3 separate regions of the Mus musculus genome follow, and regions 1 and 2 are each linked to region 3. Evidence: chromatin contacts called from public HiChIP or PLAC-seq and promoter capture Hi-C data. All regions are on one chromosome and are shown on one strand. Each heading gives the region's core, a stretch centred on a gene start, on an enhancer-like site or on the middle of the called end of the contact. The rest is flanking DNA. Distances are from core to core; before and after follow the strand shown.

Region 1 (3,962 bases), core at 20-2,519, 1.1 Mb before region 3:
GACACTCCACCATCGCCTGGCTAGATAACAAATTCTTTAGCTTTCCTTTTGTATCTTGCTGGAGAGTTAAATCATAACTACAAACTCTACAGTTTCAAGAAGGATTCAGGCACTTCTGGCCCAGCCTGACCTAATATATACAGGCACTGGTGCTACTCCAAGGTCCAATTACACCCACTGAACCCTAAGATCTGGCACAAGAGAAAAAATTACGACAAAAACTCTTCGGACCTGCTGTTGCCCCCTCAAACCATTTTCATCTTATAGGTTAGTGTAGGGCATGTCTTCTGGGCCTTTCCATTATGAGGGATCAGGTTTTTCAGAGAGTACCCACTCTAGCACTGCAATTTCCCTGAGCTTAAAACTCCTTCATCAACACTAAGCCAAGGGATGGCAGGCATCTCCAGTTCCTTTTCAGTAGGCCATCTGTAGACAAATCTAACCAACCAACCAGCCAACCAAACTTTGACACCTTTTTAAAACTATATGAACTCCACATTAAATCTGGAATCTCCAATCGGTGGTCTCAAACTGATAAAATTCAGCCTGATCCTGTTTCCTTTTACCATTATCCTACAATCTTAAACCCATTCGCACACACACATTCCACAGATGTCTTGAATGAATTAGCACACTCCTTAAGCTCTTTAGTGGTGAAGTGCACTTGAGTAATCTACGCCTCAGACTCCCCTCTGAGAGTCTACTTAGCCATAAGTTTGATTACAGGTCTAGAGGTGAATGGACAGGTCCGCAACTTGGGGTGCAGCTCCTCCCAGGGCCCCACCAGCCTCAAGGCTCTCCCAGCAGCAGCCTAAACCCAGCTCCCATCTGACAGCCTCGCCTACGCCTCAGCACGCACAGGCCAAGGCCTGTGTGGCAAGTGTGGAGTCCCTGGGCAACTTTCGCTCTGCAGGGAGCTCCTGACAGGTCTGGCCCACTGTCTCAGAGGCCTGGGTTCGTGCTTGGACGCCCCGACACTTGGAGCCGGCAGGCCGCACGAACCATGCTCATTGGCTAAGGCGGACCGACCTTCCTCCTAGAACGCCTGCGCAAGGCCGGCAAGCGGCTCCCAGCCAGGACGTCGGCTCTCAGCGGCCTCCCACCCCGCTTCAAAGCGGTGTCCTTACCCCGCTATCTGCGGGTTTCCGAAGGCAGCTTCGGGAGACACAAGCCGGTTCTTCCGGCCGACTAGGTCTGAGGGAGAAAGATGATTGGCAGGCAGGTGGGAGGACGATAAGCAAAGGTAAAGGAGTAGCGGGAGGCAGGGGCGGGGCCAAAGCGCGCACGCGCAGCCCCTGGTGGGGAGGGGGGAAGGGGCGGAGCTATGCAAGGCGCTCTGGTGACGCAGTTCTTGCTGAGCAGCCGTTGGTAGTCTTGGTAGGCTTCCCAGATGCAGCTGAGTGTGAAAGATCCGGTTCCTCTGGCTTACATTTCCCACTTGACTTTTCCTCAATCTAATCTATTTGAGATAGTTTAATTATTTGGGACAGTGGCTCACACTGTAACCCACGCTGGCCTTGAACTTGCGGCAATTCTCCTGCTTCAGCCTCCTACGTGCTTTGATTACAGGCATGACACATCGCGACTCCTTACTAGGCTGTTTTTAAACGTTCAGTGTACTCAGCATGGGCTTTTTACTGCTTTATTGGACGTCTGTAACTGATCTCCAGACCTGCAAATGATGGAATATAAACTGCTTTTCGCTTTGCTACCTCTTGGCTTGGTCAACCAGCAAGAAGCCATCCCACCCCTTCTCTCAGATCTTCATTCTCCTGAAGACGACCTTGCGGCCCACATCGTGTCCTTTGTCTGCAGGAGCATAGTTTACAATTGCCCACCTGTCTCTGAGGCAGTGTGTGCGCCACATGTCACGCAAGCTTAAGAGTGCTGGGACTCAATTTTCCTGCCCTTGTGAGACTGTAGATTTAAGGACACTGCCTCTACCCATTTTGAGAACTCCTTTAAATACTTGTCCCATTTATTACCCTATTTAGGGCTTTTCCCCTCTAGACGACTTGAATTTGTGGCGTACAGTACTATTTAGAGTGAGGACTATGTTAAAGAGAATAGGCTACAGATACTGAAGGTGGTTTCTGAAGGAGTTTTTGTTTTTTGTTTTGAGACGGGATTTCTCCGTGTAGTCCTGTAGACAAGGCTGGCCTTGAAGAGAGATCTGCTGGCCTCTGCCTCCTGAGTGCTGGGATCAAAGGCATGGGCCACCACCACCTGACAACTTCTGAAGTTTTAACTTCTTAGTGTTTTGGGACAATCCTTGTTAGATATTTATATTTTGGCACATTTGTTTAAAATATTTTCATTAGCAATGTCCTTAGTCACATATTATCATAAAGCATACAGTACTGTGCTGCCAGGTCGACCAACAGATGAAAGTGTTTGCTATCAGACCCTCCAGCCTGACCACTGTGGTTTGATTACCGTAACTAGATGGAGGTGGAAGGAAAGAACAGATTCCAAAAACGCTGTCCTGCAAAAATCCACATGGATGTGTGCTCCTCCCACAACGTACACGTAATAGTCATATGAGACCCACTGAAAGGGAGCTGTTAGGAGGGTAACTTAGACATTTGGTGGGGTGCCCTGGATCTTTGTGTTTTCAGTCTGTGCTGCTGCTTTATGTTAACTTCACACATGCTAGAGTCCTTAGAGAAGAGGGAGCCGCGATGGAGAAAACACCTCTGGAGATCACACTGCAGGAAAGCATTTTCTTAGTGACTGATGTAAGAGGTCCCAGCCCACTGTGAGTGGTGCCATCCATGGGCTGGTGGTCCTGGGTTCTAGAAAACAACCCTGAGATTCCACCTCGCAACAGTCTGAATGGCTAAGATCAAAAATTCAGGTGACAGCAGATGCTGGGGAGGATGTGGAGAAAGAGGAACACTCCTCCACTGCTGGTGGGATTGCAAGCTGGTAGAACCACTCTAGAAATCAGTTTGGCTGTTCCTCAGAAAACTGGACATAGTACTACTGGAGGACCCAGCTATACCACTCCTGGGTATATACCTAGAAGATGCTCCAGCATGTAATAAGGATACATGCTCCACTATGTTCATAGCAGCCTTATTTATAATAGCCAGAAGCTGGAAAGAACCTAGATGTCCCTCAACAGAGGAATGGATACATTTGGTACATTTACATAATGGAATACTACTCAGCTATCAAAAACAATGAATTCATAAAATTCTTAGGCAAATTGATGGAACTAGAAAATATCCTGAGTGAGGTAACCCAATCACAAAAGAACACACATGATATACACTCACTGCTAAGTGGATATTAGCTCAGAAACTTAGAATACCAAGATACATTTTGCAAAACACATGAAACTCAAGGAAGACCAAAGTATGGATACTTCTGTCCTTCTTAGAAGGGGGAACAAAATACCCGTGGGAGGAGATACAGAGACAGAGTGTGGAGCAGAGACTAAAGGAATGACCATCCAGAGACTGCCCCACCTGGGGATCCATCCCACATACAACCACCAAACCCAGACAATATTGTGGATGCCAACAAATGCTTGCTGACAGGAGCCTGATATAGCTGTCTCCTGAGAGGCTCTGACAGTGCCTGCCAAATACAGAGGTGGTTCTCTCAGCCAACCATTGGATTGCGCACAAGGTCCCCAATGGAAGAGCTAGAGAAAGGACCTAAGGAGCTGAAAGAGCTTGTAAGCCCCATAGGAGGAATAACAATATGAACCAACCAGTACCCCCAGAGCTTCCAGGGACTAAACCACCAACCAGAGAGTATACATGGAGGGACTCATGGCTCTAGCTGCATATGTAGCAGAGGATGGCCTAGTTGGTCATCAATGGGAGGAGAGGCCCTTGGTCCTGAGAAGGCTCAATGCCCCATTGTAGGGGAATGCCAGGACAGGGAAGCAGGAGTGGGTGAGCTGGTGAGCAGGGGGAGTGGGTGTTATAAGGGTTTTTCAGAGGTGGAGC
Region 2 (3,911 bases), core at 575-3,074, 1.2 Mb after region 3:
GACTCTGTAAATGAATCTGGAGGCCACATGAGGGAAATATTAGGGGAACAGTAACAACTCATCGGCTCACATTCCTCAGAGAGGGGTAACCGACTCAGATGGAGAACAAAGCAGCTCTCCTGGCCCGAGCTCTGGCATGCACCCACTCCTCACGGTCACCTTTTTGAAAGCTTTCACAAGTTTCTTTTTGTCATAATCGTCCGCAATGCCCTGCACAGTGGTCAGCGTCTTCCTGCCGTTGCGCTGCTGGATCCTTATATGAATGTAGTCCTCAGTCCCTGCCGGGAGTAAGTCGTCGCCCTTAGTTGCATCAGCAAAGGGGTCTGTAGAGGAGCAGAAAAGTAGAAAACAAATTACAAAGTAGTATGTAGAAGCGTGCTCCACTCCATATCCAGACAGACCTCGGTGAGGCCTCCAGCACTCCTGCTCCATTTCTGCAGGCGAGGGTGGGGCTCACTGATAATAAGTTTTTCAAAGGAGAAAAACCTAAGCAGGCTCTGTATGCCGATATCTGAGCTTAAAAGTAGAGACCACCACTGTGGAAGCCACCAGCAAATGAGACAGAAAACATTTACGAAACCCTAATTTCATACAGCCTTCATACAGCCGCCACAAGAACATGCGTCACCGCCACTATTTTTCGACTACAACATTCAAAAACACCCACCCCAATTAGTTAACATAGTAACTGAGCCTTATAAAACACATATAAACATATACATGCAACCTCACGAGGTGTAATTTACAAAATGATTGCAAGCAGAGACAACAGGGCCACTTCCAAGTCAAATCAGAGGCCTCTCTCCTAAGTGTTTCAAACAGACGCCTCTGGGGGCTGCTTAAAACCAGCTGGGTCCAGCCCCACCCCAGCTCCGGTCAGTGACAGGTCTCTCTGGCACCCCCCCCCCCTCCAGTCCTGGCCGACTGAGTCGCAGATCCTCTAAGCCCTTAACTTCCCTTCCCTCCCAGCAAGGACTGAGCAAGGCCACCCCCCGCCCCCCATGCCCCAACACACACACACACACACACACACACACACACACACACACACACACTTGTGAGTCGTCTGAGAGTCACAGGTCTCGCAGTCACCCTAAAGCTGTCAGGTTCTCCAGCTTCTGGGCCCCACCCCTCCAGTCTCCTTGCAAAGCCCTGGCCAGCCCCGAGGCCACAAGAGAGATAACACCAGAGACTCCCAGCGTCTTGTCACTGTCAGGTTCCCTGCAAGCCCCTAGTCCTAGTCTCTGCAGCCCTGGCAAGTACTGTAGCTCCCTTACGGGTCTCTGAAGCCCCCGGCCTTTCTGTCAGTCCCCCCAGCCTCTGGCGGGTCCCCCTGCAGCCCTGGCGTGTCCCCCGACCGTCCTGTGAGTCCCCGAGACCCTTGTCTTCCTGCCAGTGTCAAGTTCCCCAAGCGCCTGCCGGTCGGGCCCTCGCCTCTACGGAGTCGCAGGCCCACTTAAGGCCGTGTCCGAGGCCCGGAGAGGGGCATCCCCCGGGCTAGGGTCGCGGGGAGCCCCCCGTCGCCATCTTCTGGGCGCCGAGACAAAGCCCAGAGGGACGCGGGCGGCGGCCGGCCACTGGCCCTTACCGAAAGATTGGAGGTTCTGGATAGTGGACATGCGACACTAGTGTGAGGCCGGTGAGAGGATAGAATTCCCGCGGGGCCCGCCCGGATCACCGTGTCAGGAGGCTGCAGCGGCGAGAAACGGAAATCAATGAAGCGGCGGAAGCCCGGGGCGCAGGAAGACGCGGAGGCGGCGGTGGGGCGCGAGCAGGGAGGCGGCGCTGCGGCTTCTCGCACAAAATGGCCGGCGCCGCGTATTTAGCCCCGCGCGCCGCCGCCACGTGACCGTCCGCACGCACCGCGCGTCCGCCCCGGAGCGCCGAGCCGGGGGCCAGCGAGGAGCGGGCGGGAGCCCACTGCGGGCAGCCGCGGTCCGTCCCGCCCGAGGCGCCGGGCGGAGGCGCTTCCGGGTGCAACGGCGAGAAACGTGCCCCCGGGGGTCTGGACTTGCAACCAGCGGGGACCGCGCTCTGCGCCTCCGCCGCCCTCCCCAGCCCCCAGGGTTCCCGAGACCCCTGAGTTCCTTGCAGAACCCTTGTGGGTGCCACCTGGGAATTCTCCCTTCCTCCAAGCCCCGGGATTCCGATGCTGCAGTCTCTACTAAGCTTAACCTGTTTGTCTCAGGTGTCACGACCTAGCCTCTAGCAGAGTCAGGTGTGCGTGGAGAGAACGCGCTACCATCCCGCCCGAGCTCTCCTCTGCGGAGCCTCCTAAGGTCGGATGCAAGTCCCGTGCAGGATGGGTGTCTGGTGGTTGCTAGGTGAGTGTGAGCGAGCAGATGAAGTAACTGTAAAGAGTAACCGTGCACAACCATCAGTGGACAGTGGAGAACCGTCTTAACCTATGTAAACCACCTATGCAGGTGGTTGGCTTTCTAGACCAAAGCAGTAGACTAAAAATTTGGAATTCTTAACCTTTTTGTAGGTCAAACCTGTTGCCTTCGTGTTGAAATAGTATTGGAGGCCTGATGCAAGACATTAGAAGCCATAGATAGCATACATACTATGTTTCTGTCTAGCAATCCATTCAACAAGATGTAGCAGTAGGTCCAATCGCTACTACAATTTCCTTTTTAAAAAGATTTTATTTTTATGTGGTTGGGTGTATGTACCATAGAGGCCAGAAGAGGGTGTCATATCCCCTGGAACTGGAATAACAGCTGGTTATGAGACCATGGGAACAGAACCCAGGTCTTGTGTAAGAGCAGCAACTCCTGGGAAGTCTCTCGAAGTCCATTACTGTAGTTTAAAAAAGGAAATGAATATCTGGAGTGTAGTGCTCATGTTTCAGTGACTTCTATTGTACAAAGTGGCCGCTCCTAATGTTTCTATGCATGGCCTGTTGCTTTAGGGTTGTAAAAATGAATACACTTGTATGCCCCTACATCCACCAGTCAGGTTTCAGGCACACTACTTACTCAGTTTTATTCTTATACCATGGTTTGAAAAACTCTAGCTTACGAATATTTGAATTAATAGTCTTGAGCATCTTCCACCTTCATGTAGGTCCTGGAGCAGGAACTCAGGTTGTCAGGCCATCAGCAAGCCTGAGCCACCTCACCAGTCCTTGAGAAGTTTTTAATAAATTATATAAATTTTCTGCCTGAAATATTAACACTATTTTCTAAGTAACTTAAAGAAGTCTACAAAGTAGTATAAGAAGCACAGACTACACAAAACATACGGTATAAATTACCACTCTACTACATGGTATGTTTCCCCCCTTTTCTTACTAGATATACCTTACCACTGGGTATTACGTGGTTTCTCAGATGGAGCCTAGGATGAGTGAGCCAGAGAAGAAAACTAAAACAGAAAAACCTTGAAGTTTCCCTGAAGACTGGAGCTGGAGCAATGGCATAGTCTAGCTGTTCTTTCAGAGGACTGCTGCAGGCCCCAGCTCTCAGGAGAAAGCAGCTCTCAACTGCCTACAACTCCAACTCCAGGAGGTCGGATGCCCTTTTATGGATTCTGTGGGTACCTGCACTCAGGTGGACATCACTCACATTGCAGACACACACCCCGAAAATTTCAAGGTCTCACTGTCACTATACCTGTTAGTAGAACGTATCCCTCCATTTAGAAGTAAGGCTTACATCAGAAGTACCCAAGAAAGCTACAAAAGTTTTAGCCAAGCAAATAAAAAAAAACTGGTTAAAGGCTCTTCTGTGTCTGCCCTCATGGACTTTGTGTTTAAGCCTCTAGTGTACAGTGCAAATCTACTGTTCACCCACAGCACGGAGCTCTTGCAGTATAGCTGGTCTAAATGGAAATGCAAGGGTAAATATAAAATATGCGCAGACTTCAAAAGATTCCAGTCCACCTGCTTTTACTTAAAAAAAAAAAAA
Region 3 (3,904 bases), core at 555-3,054:
TATTTGTGACGCTGGAAATTGAACTTGGAGCCAACAATACAACAGGCAAGCACTCTTCCCAGACAAGCACTCTCCCACTGCTTCTGGCTGATTCTTAAAAATAAGTGGGGCAATAGTGGTGGACACCTTTTATCCCAGCACTCGGTTCTCTTTGAGTTCTACGACAGCCTGGTCTACACAGAAAAACCCTGTCTTGAAATACAAAAACAAAACAAAATTTAAAAGGTTAAAAATAGAAGACGCCTGAAAAAAAAAAGACATTAAACGAAGATGTATAGCCATGTTAAGTACATTCTTTTCAAGACTGACATCCATCTGTGGTGTTGGGGATCAAAGTCAGGTCCTTGGTTATTCGAGGAAAATACTTCCCAGTTATATTCCTATTACTTTCTGAGTATGTTAATACATTAGTTTTGCAAAAAAAAAAAAAAAATCCGTGAAAAATCTCCAGAGTAAGTTTGGTAAATGCTAAATAAACTGCAGCTACAGTCAGGGTCGAAATGTTAGATGAGAAAAACAGAACGTTTAAGATCGCTCCAATCCTTTGTTCAGAACCGTCACCGTCTTCCTTTTATCCTAGAGCCTGAGTTTTCCTTATTCTGTTCCCTCTACTCCAGCCAGACCGGGACCTTCGCTTTCCCTCAAGAAACACAAGCGCTGTCTCAGAACCCAAGCTAACCGTTGGCTGCCACTACCAAGCACAGTTCTCAAAGGCGTCCCTCCACAGGTTCGGCTTCGCACCTACTCAAATGTCATCTTCTCAAGATGGCCTTTCTCGCTCACCGCCTGACTAAAACAGCACTACTGGAGGGAATGCGGTTTTTACCCCTTCACTTCCTGCCTCTTTCCCCCAGGACGTCAACATAAAAGAAGCAGCAGCCCTGCTTTAGTCACTGCTGCCCTTCCAGAGCCCAGGACAAGCAGCTCTCCTGCGAGTCCACTGCGACCTAAGACGTGGCGCACACCACACACCTCCAGTTAAGATCCCTGTCGGTTGAGAACCGCGCATCCGTACACATGTTCCTGCTCGATACACACGCGACCTTTACATGTGTGCGCACCGATGTGTGCAGCAGCCACCTCTCTGCACACAGAGACGTCGACGCCTCGGGATTAATGAATGGCTGCACACTGGACTTCCAAAAAAAAAAAAAAAAAAACCAAACATCGCGGCCGCAGCCTAGGAGCAATCCCGGGGCTACAGAACCCGCACAAGCCCTTCAGTCTCTCCTCTCCAGCCACGTCTCCCGGAGCCAGTACATTCTCGGGAAGGCTCCCGAGGGACAGCGGAGGGCAGCTGGCCGGCTCGTGACCGCGGCGGCTCCGCAGCTCTGGCCGGCCGAGCCCGCCCCGCCCCGCCCCCGCCCGGCTCCGGCTCCGGCTCCGCCGCGTCCACTTCCACCCCGACCCGGGCCCACAGAGGGGCCCGCCCCGCTCACCCGGTTCCCGGTTGATCTCGATGTCGAAGTGACACTGCGGCCGGTCCTGGGCGCCCATCGCGAGCGCAGCAGCGGGACGGCGGCGAGCTGCGGACAGGGAGGAGGGCGCTGAGGGCAGGCGGGCGGCCGGGCGGGGCGGGGCCCGGCCCGCCTGACAGGGACGCGGCCGACGAGAGGCCGCCCCACCCTGCCCACCCGCCCGCCCGCCCACCCCAGCCGCGGCTACCCGCGCTCCCGTCGAGCTTCTCACCTGGCCGCACAGCTCCGGAGAACGCCCTGCCGGCGCCGCCGGAGCCTAACGTCACCAACGGAACGCCACCTCTTCCCCGTGAGGGCCAGCCGGCGAGCGCCACGCCAGAGCTCGCGAGGCCGGACGCAAGCGTCGCGAGAGTTCGTCTCGCCGCCGAGCGGGGTGTGGGGTCGGAGTAGGCGGTCCGCGCCAGGGCTCTCGTGCCCCGCCCCTCAGGATCCCCTGTCCAATCCCGAGTGCGCAGACGTGTGCGAGCTGTCAACCACGGCTCACTCATGCAGCACCGCGAGATTTCTGATTGCGTGGCCAGTGGATGAACGCAGGGTGAATCCCAGGCTTCCGGCCGACGTGGCGGGTGACCTGTTCTCTCTCGTGGTTGATGCGGTCACGCTGTTTGTCTCGCGTTAAAAGAATCGAGGACCAGATGGAGCCAGATGTGCCTCCCTTGCCCGCCAGGGTGAGACGAGGCTGGCCGCCGGCTCGAGGCCAGCCTGGGTCACTTGAGGCTTTCTCAGAAATACAACGAAAGGAAACAAAAATCAAGGCAACAACAAAACCCCGAAGCAAAACACAAACCGTAGCGTTTACACCTGCGCACCAGCGCTTGGTGGGTAAAGGCAGGAGATTCAGAAGTTCAAGGTCAGCCTGAGATACCTGAGACCTGTGAAGAAACCAAACCAGTTGACAGGAGCGATGGTCTAGCAGTTAAGATGGTCTAGAGGCCGCTTTTGCATTGGACCTGGTTCAAAGCCCAGCTCAATAACCGCATGGTGGCTTACAACCATCTCGTTTCAGGGTTTCCATCGCGCTCCCCTGACCTCCGTGGACACCAAGCATGCACATGGTGCCCAGACATACATGCAGGCAAAACAGAAAGTAAAACCTTACAAAAGGAAAGTCTGTGAGCAATAATACACAGCCTTTAATCCCAGCGGCTCGAGAGGCAGAGGTAGGTGGCTCTCAGTCTGAGGTCAGTCAGTTCTACATATTGTCTTCCTGGCCAGTCAGGGCTAGGTAGATCCTGTCTCAAAACAAAAGGTACACAATAAGAATGTGCTGTTGGGGCTGGCGAGATGGCTCAGTGGTTAAGAGCGCCGACTGCTCTTCTGAAGGTCCCGAGTTCAAATCCCAGCAACCACATGGTGGCTCACAACCATCCATAATGAAATCTGATGCCCTCTTCTGGAGTGTCTGAAGACAGCTACAGTGTACTTACATATAATAAATAAATCTTTTTTAAAAAATGTGCTGTTGTAGAAAATTTTAATCACAATCAGTGTTGAGGTTGGGTCTGTTACATAAAGCAAAATTCCATATCCAAAAACCTAAACCTACGAGTGACTTACCGTCTTTCCAAGCTTTTGTACCTTGTTCCTTAATTTAAAACTGTTGGTTAAATAAAATTGGCTACAGCCAATTACTGGAGGGATTCGAGGTAGGTGGATTTTGAGTTACCTGGGTGGGAAGAGTAAGGAGAAAAGAGAGACCAAGTGTAGAAGGAGGAATGGGAGAGAGGAAGCCCCCATGGGGGGAGGCAAAGGATGAGCACACAGCCAGAAAAAACAGTCCATATCTGGGGTACACCCAAGGGAGGTAGCCAGGACAGCAGTTAGAAGAGTACATTAGGAGTTACCCTCCACTCATTTATTTATAAGCCGGGATAAGCTTAAATCGGTTCTACTATGTTGTCTCTGTGTTTGGAGAGATGGCTCAGCTGTTGAGTCCTCACTTACGATGGGTATAGTGGCACGCACCTTTAATCACAGCACCCAGCACTTAGTAGGCAAAGACAGGTTGCTCTTTGTGACTCAAAGGCCAGTCTGTCTACACAGAGAGTTCCAGGAAAGACCACAAAGAGAGACTCTATAGTGAGAATTTTGGTTTCTTAGAAAACCCAGTTATAATTGTGTGAATGTCTTTATTTAACCCCAGGTGTGGGATAAGAGACTACTCCACAGCAGGTGATTATGATTTGCCAAGTGCACTGGCAGGGGCATGCTTTTGCCAGCTGTAGATAGTTTACATTCAGAAGTCTAGGGATGCTTCCAAGGGTATGAACCAGAGTCCTGAGATGAGGTGGGGCGCTCTGGGAATGCTGCTTCTCCTGGAGTTTTGCCAAGTGTTCGTGAGCAAAGAGATGAGAAGAAATTGGAGATATCCTGACCATGAAGATTGGACTTGCCTCAAGTAACTCAACATCCCCAGTCAGCAGGAA

The links. Promoter capture Hi-C pulls out the DNA fragments that hold promoters and counts their contacts. HiChIP or PLAC-seq counts read pairs in DNA pulled down with a chosen protein or histone mark.
Region 1: a contact with region 3 is called in an H3K27ac HiChIP or PLAC-seq map of embryonic stem cells, with 4 times the contacts expected there. The contact joins the promoter of Tcaim here to the promoter of Nktr in region 3. A contact is called at or near these places in 3 of 39 promoter capture datasets (embryonic stem cells and liver) and 1 of 115 datasets of contacts at active chromatin or transcription factors (embryonic stem cells).
Region 2: a contact with region 3 is called in a promoter capture Hi-C map of erythroid cells, with 6 times the contacts expected there. The contact joins the promoter of Eif1b here to the promoter of Nktr in region 3. A contact is called at or near these places in 6 of 39 promoter capture datasets (cranial neural crest, embryonic stem cells, erythroid cells and 3 more) and 2 of 115 datasets of contacts at active chromatin or transcription factors (astrocytes and embryonic stem cells).

Annotation. Positions count from the first base shown.
Region 1 is chr9:122,802,854-122,806,815 of GRCm38.p6, reverse strand. Tcaim (T cell activation inhibitor, mitochondrial) reads right to left here and starts at 1,269. Exons shown (of 11, transcript NM_001013405.2): 1 at 1,128-1,269.
Region 2 is chr9:120,490,519-120,494,429 of GRCm38.p6, reverse strand. It overlaps Eif1b (eukaryotic translation initiation factor 1B), which reads right to left and starts at 1,824. Exons shown (of 4, transcript NM_026892.3): 1 at 1,589-1,824; 2 at 160-323. The coding sequence starts at 1,619. It overlaps D830035M03Rik (RIKEN cDNA D830035M03 gene), which reads left to right and starts at 1,849. Exons shown (of 2, transcript NR_166642.1): 1 at 1,849-2,324; 2 at 3,300-3,911.
Region 3 is chr9:121,717,081-121,720,984 of GRCm38.p6, reverse strand. It overlaps Nktr (natural killer tumor recognition sequence), which reads right to left and starts at 1,804. Exons shown (of 17, transcript NM_010918.2): 1 at 1,690-1,804; 2 at 1,440-1,526. The coding sequence starts at 1,497.